Linked DNA regions of Mus musculus: region 1 is linked to region 2. A link is a contact called in public HiChIP or PLAC-seq data. All regions are on one chromosome and are shown on one strand. The core of a region is the stretch at or near the end of the contact, and the rest is flanking DNA. Distances in the headings are between cores, read along the strand shown. Region 1 holds the start of Ern1 (endoplasmic reticulum (ER) to nucleus signalling 1). Region 2 overlaps Ern1 (endoplasmic reticulum (ER) to nucleus signalling 1).

Region 1 (2,700 bases), core at 132-2,631, 57 kb before region 2:
TTCCTAGGGACAGTTCTGTCTGTTACCATTGGATAGAGTTGACCCAAAGCACATACTGACTGGGCCCTTAGCCCAACACACCCCTAATCCCTACCTATCATATACTACCTCTTTGCGGTTTTTTCCCCCCCTAGGATAACCTTTTCTCTTCAAAAACCTGAAAATTCCAACGGGCTGTCAAAGGAGCAAGCCAGGGGAAACAGAGAATTTGCTCCGGTTCTCCCGTGGCCCCACATAATCTGGGTTGGCTTCAAACTCACTAGGTAGCCAAGGATTACTTAGAACTTCGGATCCTGTCTCCACCCCCAGGGTGCTGGGATTTCAGGTGTGAGGCAACACATCCAATATTGGGAGGGCTGGAGATGTAGCCCAGTACCTCTCTCGCAGACTATGCAAGTGCTGTACCAACAGAACTACACTCCCAGCAACTCCCTTTTTCTACTAGAATAATAAGCTACTTTTTCCTTGAGCACTGAATGTTTTGTCTTTCCTATTATAAACAAGTTCTCCCTCTTCCAACTCAGAGGAGGGCAGCTTGGGACCCAGTGACCAAACAACTTATTGGGCTCATTAGTTCTGATTAATAATCCACACCCTTAAATAGACCTTGGAGTCCTCAGCCCACCTCCAAAGAGTTGTGACACATGTCCTCTCAAGCTTCACCAGGCCACATCTACAAAGGTCACATAAACACATGTGACACGAGAGGCCCGCATGATTTCCTTATAATTTTTGGTGAATGAGTTGGCTGTTGTTCATCCCGAGAGGAACGGATGGCTGCTGGACATGACTTTCGGGGAATTCCTGAGGGGCAAGGCTAGGGAAGAAAGGGGCCTTCGGGCTGGATGAGGCACAGCTGGAGGACCCTCGTCAGTGAACTCTAAGGCTGCGTCTCAGGGTCGAATTTCCGCCAGCTGCTGAAACCCTTGCTCTGCTCTAGAGGTCGCTTAGACAACCCTTGTAAGTGGTGGCCGGCAGCAGGGAGACGGAGGGTTGTGGGCAAGCCTGGCGCCTCGGGTTCTTCATCGGGCGAGTGGGACTTCCTGTGGGGCAACATGTCATTTTCCCTTGGCTTGCGAACAAGCTTCTTCATTCAGAAGCACAGCGTCCACAAATACCCAAAGCCAAGAGTTGGTCTTCGGCTTCTAGCGCCCAGGATAGGAGGCAGCTAGAAGCTAGCACCGCGTTGGCCTCTAACCCCACCCTCCCACTCTTACCACGCCCACAAAACAACATAGGCTCCTCCCCATCCAGGCAGTGACTCCGCCTCTCACAGCCCCCGCCCCCGGGACCGCCCTAAAGCCCGCCCCGACCGGAAGAAGCCGGGACACAAGGCACTTATAGGGCTGGGAATGGGGGTGTCGCCGCCGCCCAGTCAGCTCCGTGTCCACCGATCCTCCGCCGGTGCCGCGCTGTCGTTGCGGCGCCCCCGTCCAGCCCTCTGTTCGCGCGGGCTCCAGAACCGGCCGGCGGGGCCCGGAGTCAGGGCCACGTCCTGCCATGCCGGCCCGGTGGCTGTTGCTCCTGCTGGCGCTGCTGCTACCGCCGCCCGGCCCCGGGGTGAGTAACCAGGGGAGTGCGGTGCGGGGACGGGCCGGCTCGCGGCCAGAGGAGAGTCGCGCGGTGGCGGGGGCTGGCGTCCGAGCCGGGCCGCAGCGGCGGGAGGCCCGGCGCCTGGGCTGAGGCAGCTGCGGGAGGCTTGGCGGTGGGAGCTGCGTCGGCCGGCCACACACTGGCGTCCGCCTCCGGAGGCGCCTCCGGGGCCAGCGCGGCCGAGGCAGACCGCGAGCGGCTCCACGGCCCGGGACGCGCGCGACTCGGAGCTGTCTCCCAAAGGCCGGGCCCTGGGCGCGCTGCCCACCTGCCCCGCGGTCTCCACAGGTGGGCGCCCGCACTGCCGCCGTGGCCGCGGATGGACACCCGAAGCCGGGGGAAGCGGGTGGTGGACTGGAGTTTTGAGTCTTTACTCGAAAGTTTTTTGTTTTGTTTTGTTTTTAAATGAGACTTTGGAAAGCGTTTGAAGCCGGGAATGGGCACGGCGTTTTTAGCCAGCCGCCGCTGGTTTCTGCCTACCTGACCCGAAGGTTTCTTTGTATTCGGAGGCAGGGGGCTTCCTACTAGTAATTTTGCTAGACAGTGAAGGTGTCATTAAACAAGTTAAGCTGTGGGCATTGGATCCTTTTAAAGACCCGGTGTGTGGGCCAGAGTTGTACTGCAAAACTTAAAGCTGTCTCACGTGCGGGGCCGTCAGAAACGTCTTCGCTTTTTTTTTTTTTTTTTTTGAGAAGAATATCGGTTTATATTTATTTAACTCTTTATCCACTCAGGATTTGAACACTTTGGCTAAAGAGGACATTTTGTAGGCGGACATGGCTATTTTCATCTTCTGGTTGGAAGAACTGGGGGCTTTAAAATTTTTTTAAAATGCACTTTTCAGGATGTGGGCATGGTACACTTGTGCTGGTTCTATTTAATGACCTCTTTGAAGGTACCGTGTTCCCTTTAATATGGCATATCATGTACCAGGTGTCCTGGTGGAAGACTGACATGTGTGGAGACCCGCGGGCCAGCCGCGGCCAACTCTTTGAACTCTTATGCCTTGTAGGTAAATAATTGTCTGTGCTCTCAGAATAACAAATTAGAATTTAGAGACTACTGAAGTATTAAAGAAGGTCTACTTTTTCAAATTCAAGTTGGTTT
Region 2 (2,737 bases), core at 109-2,608:
GAGGTGAATCTCACAAGGAGTTCTTTGGCAGGTTTCTCTCAGTGGTGGTTTTATCACAAATGGAGCTCAACAATTCTATGTAAGGCAAACCAATACATGCGTGTCATTATCAAAGAATAGTGAGGTAGAGCAAACCAAACCAATGCTCAGTGGTCATCCCCCACTGACTGTGGGGTCATATTTATACTCATCATGGGTCCTTTTATATGTTTGCTATATTAAAACATCCTCTTACCTGTGTGCCCTAGCAAAACATCACTTGACATAACTGACTTTCCAAAGGAACTAGAAGTTTCCACTTCAACCTAAAACCAAGTAATACCATCCCTGGCATGTGCCCAAGAGAAATACATGGATGTGTTCTCCCAAAAGACATTGTCTTACCAGGTCTCTAGTGCTGTGTGAAGACCAGCACCAAAAACAACTCGGGAGGACAGGGTTTATTTAATTTCCACAGCTCTCAGTTCCCACTCTGGAACTGAAGGGAGGCCAGGCAGGAGCTCCTCGGATAGAAACTGAAGCAGAAATCATGCAGGGATGCAGCTTACTGGTTTGCACCTCCTAGCATGCTGAGTTTACTTTCCTATACACTCTAGGATTACCTACTAAGGTATGGGACCACCCATGGGACAGGGGGGCTTCCCTTTTAATCAAGAAAATGCCCCACAGGTCTGCCTACAGGCCAATCTGTTGGGGATATTTTTTTTCAGTTGGGGTTTCCTTCTAAGATGACTTCAGCCCATGTCAAGTTGACAAACAAACAAAGAACAAAACCCAACCAGGACAGACATTTATTCACCCCCTACTGCTTATTCTATGCAAAATGCAGAATGTAACTAAGTATATCAATAAATAGAATGGAGAAATAAATTGTGAGGTAGTCATTCAGGTGGCATACACCTTTAATCCCAGCGAGGCAGTCAGATCTCTGTAAGTTTGAGGCCAGCCTGGTCTACACAGAGAAACCCTGTCTCAAAAAACAAGCAAGCAAACAAAATAGGACAGACAAAACAGGCTACATACTCAAGAATTTGCTTTATAGATCTCAAAACCTGAACAAAATAGATTCTGTTGGTTTTAGAATTAAGATAAAGTTACTCCAGAGAGTTAATAGCAACAAAAGGGTACAAAGGGAGGGGCTTTCCAAAGAGCTTGACATGCTCTCTCTCTGTCTGATAAGGATGTTAGTGACAGATATGTTTACTTGCTGCAAATTACTGAGCTATGTTTATGAATCCCATCCTGCTTGTATGTTATGCTTCACCCGGAAGTTTGAAAAGCCTTCATGTGGTTCTGAGGTGCAGCCAAGGATGGAAACCCTTGGTCTAGACTTTTAAGTGTATTGTGGGCTCCCAAATGGGTATTTTAAAATTAGGTTTCGAGCACCTGGGGCTGATGCGAACAAAGGCAAGCCTGGGGGTGAGTTGCATGCACTTCACCGTTCACGTCTTTGTGTTGGTTTCTCTCCACAGCACATGAAACACACCTGTGTTTTAAGCATTTTGCTTGCTAGAAATAGTATGGAGTGATTGGAGTAAGTCATTGCATTTGAACTTCTTGTTAGTCCATGGGTGTTGATCACTTTAGAGATATAGAAAAGACAAGTCAAGAGTGTACTAAGACCACAGCTTACAGGATTGGTGTTTGGAGATGTGACTTCCCAAGGATGCTCTCAGAGCTGCGGTAGTGTCTGTCTTGGAGCATAGGACTCCAGAGTGCTGGACTGACAAGGACTTTCTGATTCCAGAAATATCTGCCAGCTCTAGGGATTGCTACCTTCTGCTGGCGTTTTCCCTTTTCTAAGGTTTAGTTTGAATGCTGGAATGATGGGAAAATGCAGATCATTACTACCTATGGTTCTGTTTGTTAACACTACCAAGAAATCTGTTCTTGCTTGGAGAAAAGGTCACAGCGTAGTAGAAGCTAACAGTGGGTATCTGCATAGTTTCAGGGCCCATTCCAAAAATAAAGTTCACCAAAACAAGCAGTGGCCAGGAGGGCATCAGAGGTCAGCTGTGGGCTCGGAAGAAGCAGTTTATGATGAAATGTGTTGAAACGTTGGGAGTTTCTTTTCCCAGCACCTACCATAACTTCCTTTTTATAACCCAAAGGCTACTTACTGAAGAAAACACCAAAATTCAGGCCTTTGTGCTTTGCCCATGCAACCATCATGGCTTCTCCTTCCCTTGACGCTTGAACTTCCTTCTAAGTTGCTTCTTTTCAGCATCAATGACATGGTAAAGGCATTGCCATTCTTCCTAGCCTGGCTGTCTTTGGGTCAGATTTGAAAGACAGGAGATTTCTTTCTCCCTTAAAATATCCAAGGCAGGGCCCAGGCATAGTGGTACATGCTTTAAATCCTAGCACCCAGGAGGCAGAGGCAGATGGATCTCTGTGAGATTGAGGCCAGCCTGGTTTACAGAGGGAGTTCCAAGAAAGTCAGGGTTATTACACAGAGGAACTGTGTCTCAATTAAAAAAAAAAAAAGCCATGACTGTAACTCTTCATATTTGTGTGATCTTAGAAAAGGTTTATGGCACCCTCAGGGAATACCTGACAGGAGACCCGAGGGACCTGTACATCCTGTGTCAAATAAATGAGTTGGTGTACAGAGTTCAAAGATGGAGGGAACCAGAGGCTGTTGGAAGTCCATGTGGAAGCCCAGGACCTCCTACTTAGGTTCCAGCAAGAGACCCCATCTGCAATGTGCTCCTCTGCTTTTACAAGAACTGGGTAA

The links. HiChIP or PLAC-seq counts read pairs in DNA pulled down with a chosen protein or histone mark.
Region 1: a contact with region 2 is called in an H3K4me3 HiChIP or PLAC-seq map of the 230-238 cell line, with 47 read pairs. The contact joins the promoter of Ern1 here to the enhancer-like site in region 2. A contact is called at or near these places in 20 of 39 promoter capture datasets (the 3T3-L1 cell line, 3T3-L1-derived adipocytes, the C10 cell line and 12 more), 2 of 15 datasets of contacts at CTCF or cohesin (CD8 T cells and large pre-B cells), 115 of 484 Hi-C or Micro-C datasets (the 3T3-L1 cell line, 3T3-L1-derived adipocytes, B cells and 76 more), 42 of 115 datasets of contacts at active chromatin or transcription factors (the 230-238 cell line, CD8 T cells, DN3 thymocytes and 31 more) and 5 of 9 other capture datasets (adipose tissue, bone marrow-derived macrophages, liver and 2 more).

The regions. Positions count from the first base shown.
Region 1 is chr11:106,486,477-106,489,176 of GRCm38.p6, reverse strand. It overlaps Ern1 (endoplasmic reticulum (ER) to nucleus signalling 1), which reads left to right and starts at 1,381. Exons shown (of 22, transcript NM_023913.2): 1 at 1,381-1,560. The coding sequence starts at 1,501.
Region 2 is chr11:106,429,187-106,431,923 of GRCm38.p6, reverse strand. All of the region lies in intron 4 of Ern1 (endoplasmic reticulum (ER) to nucleus signalling 1), which reads left to right. Among named protein-coding and RNA genes, the nearest start is that of Icam2, 48 kb to the right of the region's middle. Within about 2 kb of position 1,358, at least 46 of the 459 cell types and tissues checked have an H3K27ac peak or open chromatin away from gene starts, as enhancers often do. A contact at or near this core is called in the 230-238 cell line, CD4 single positive thymocytes, CD8 T cells and 18 more, where this site is marked.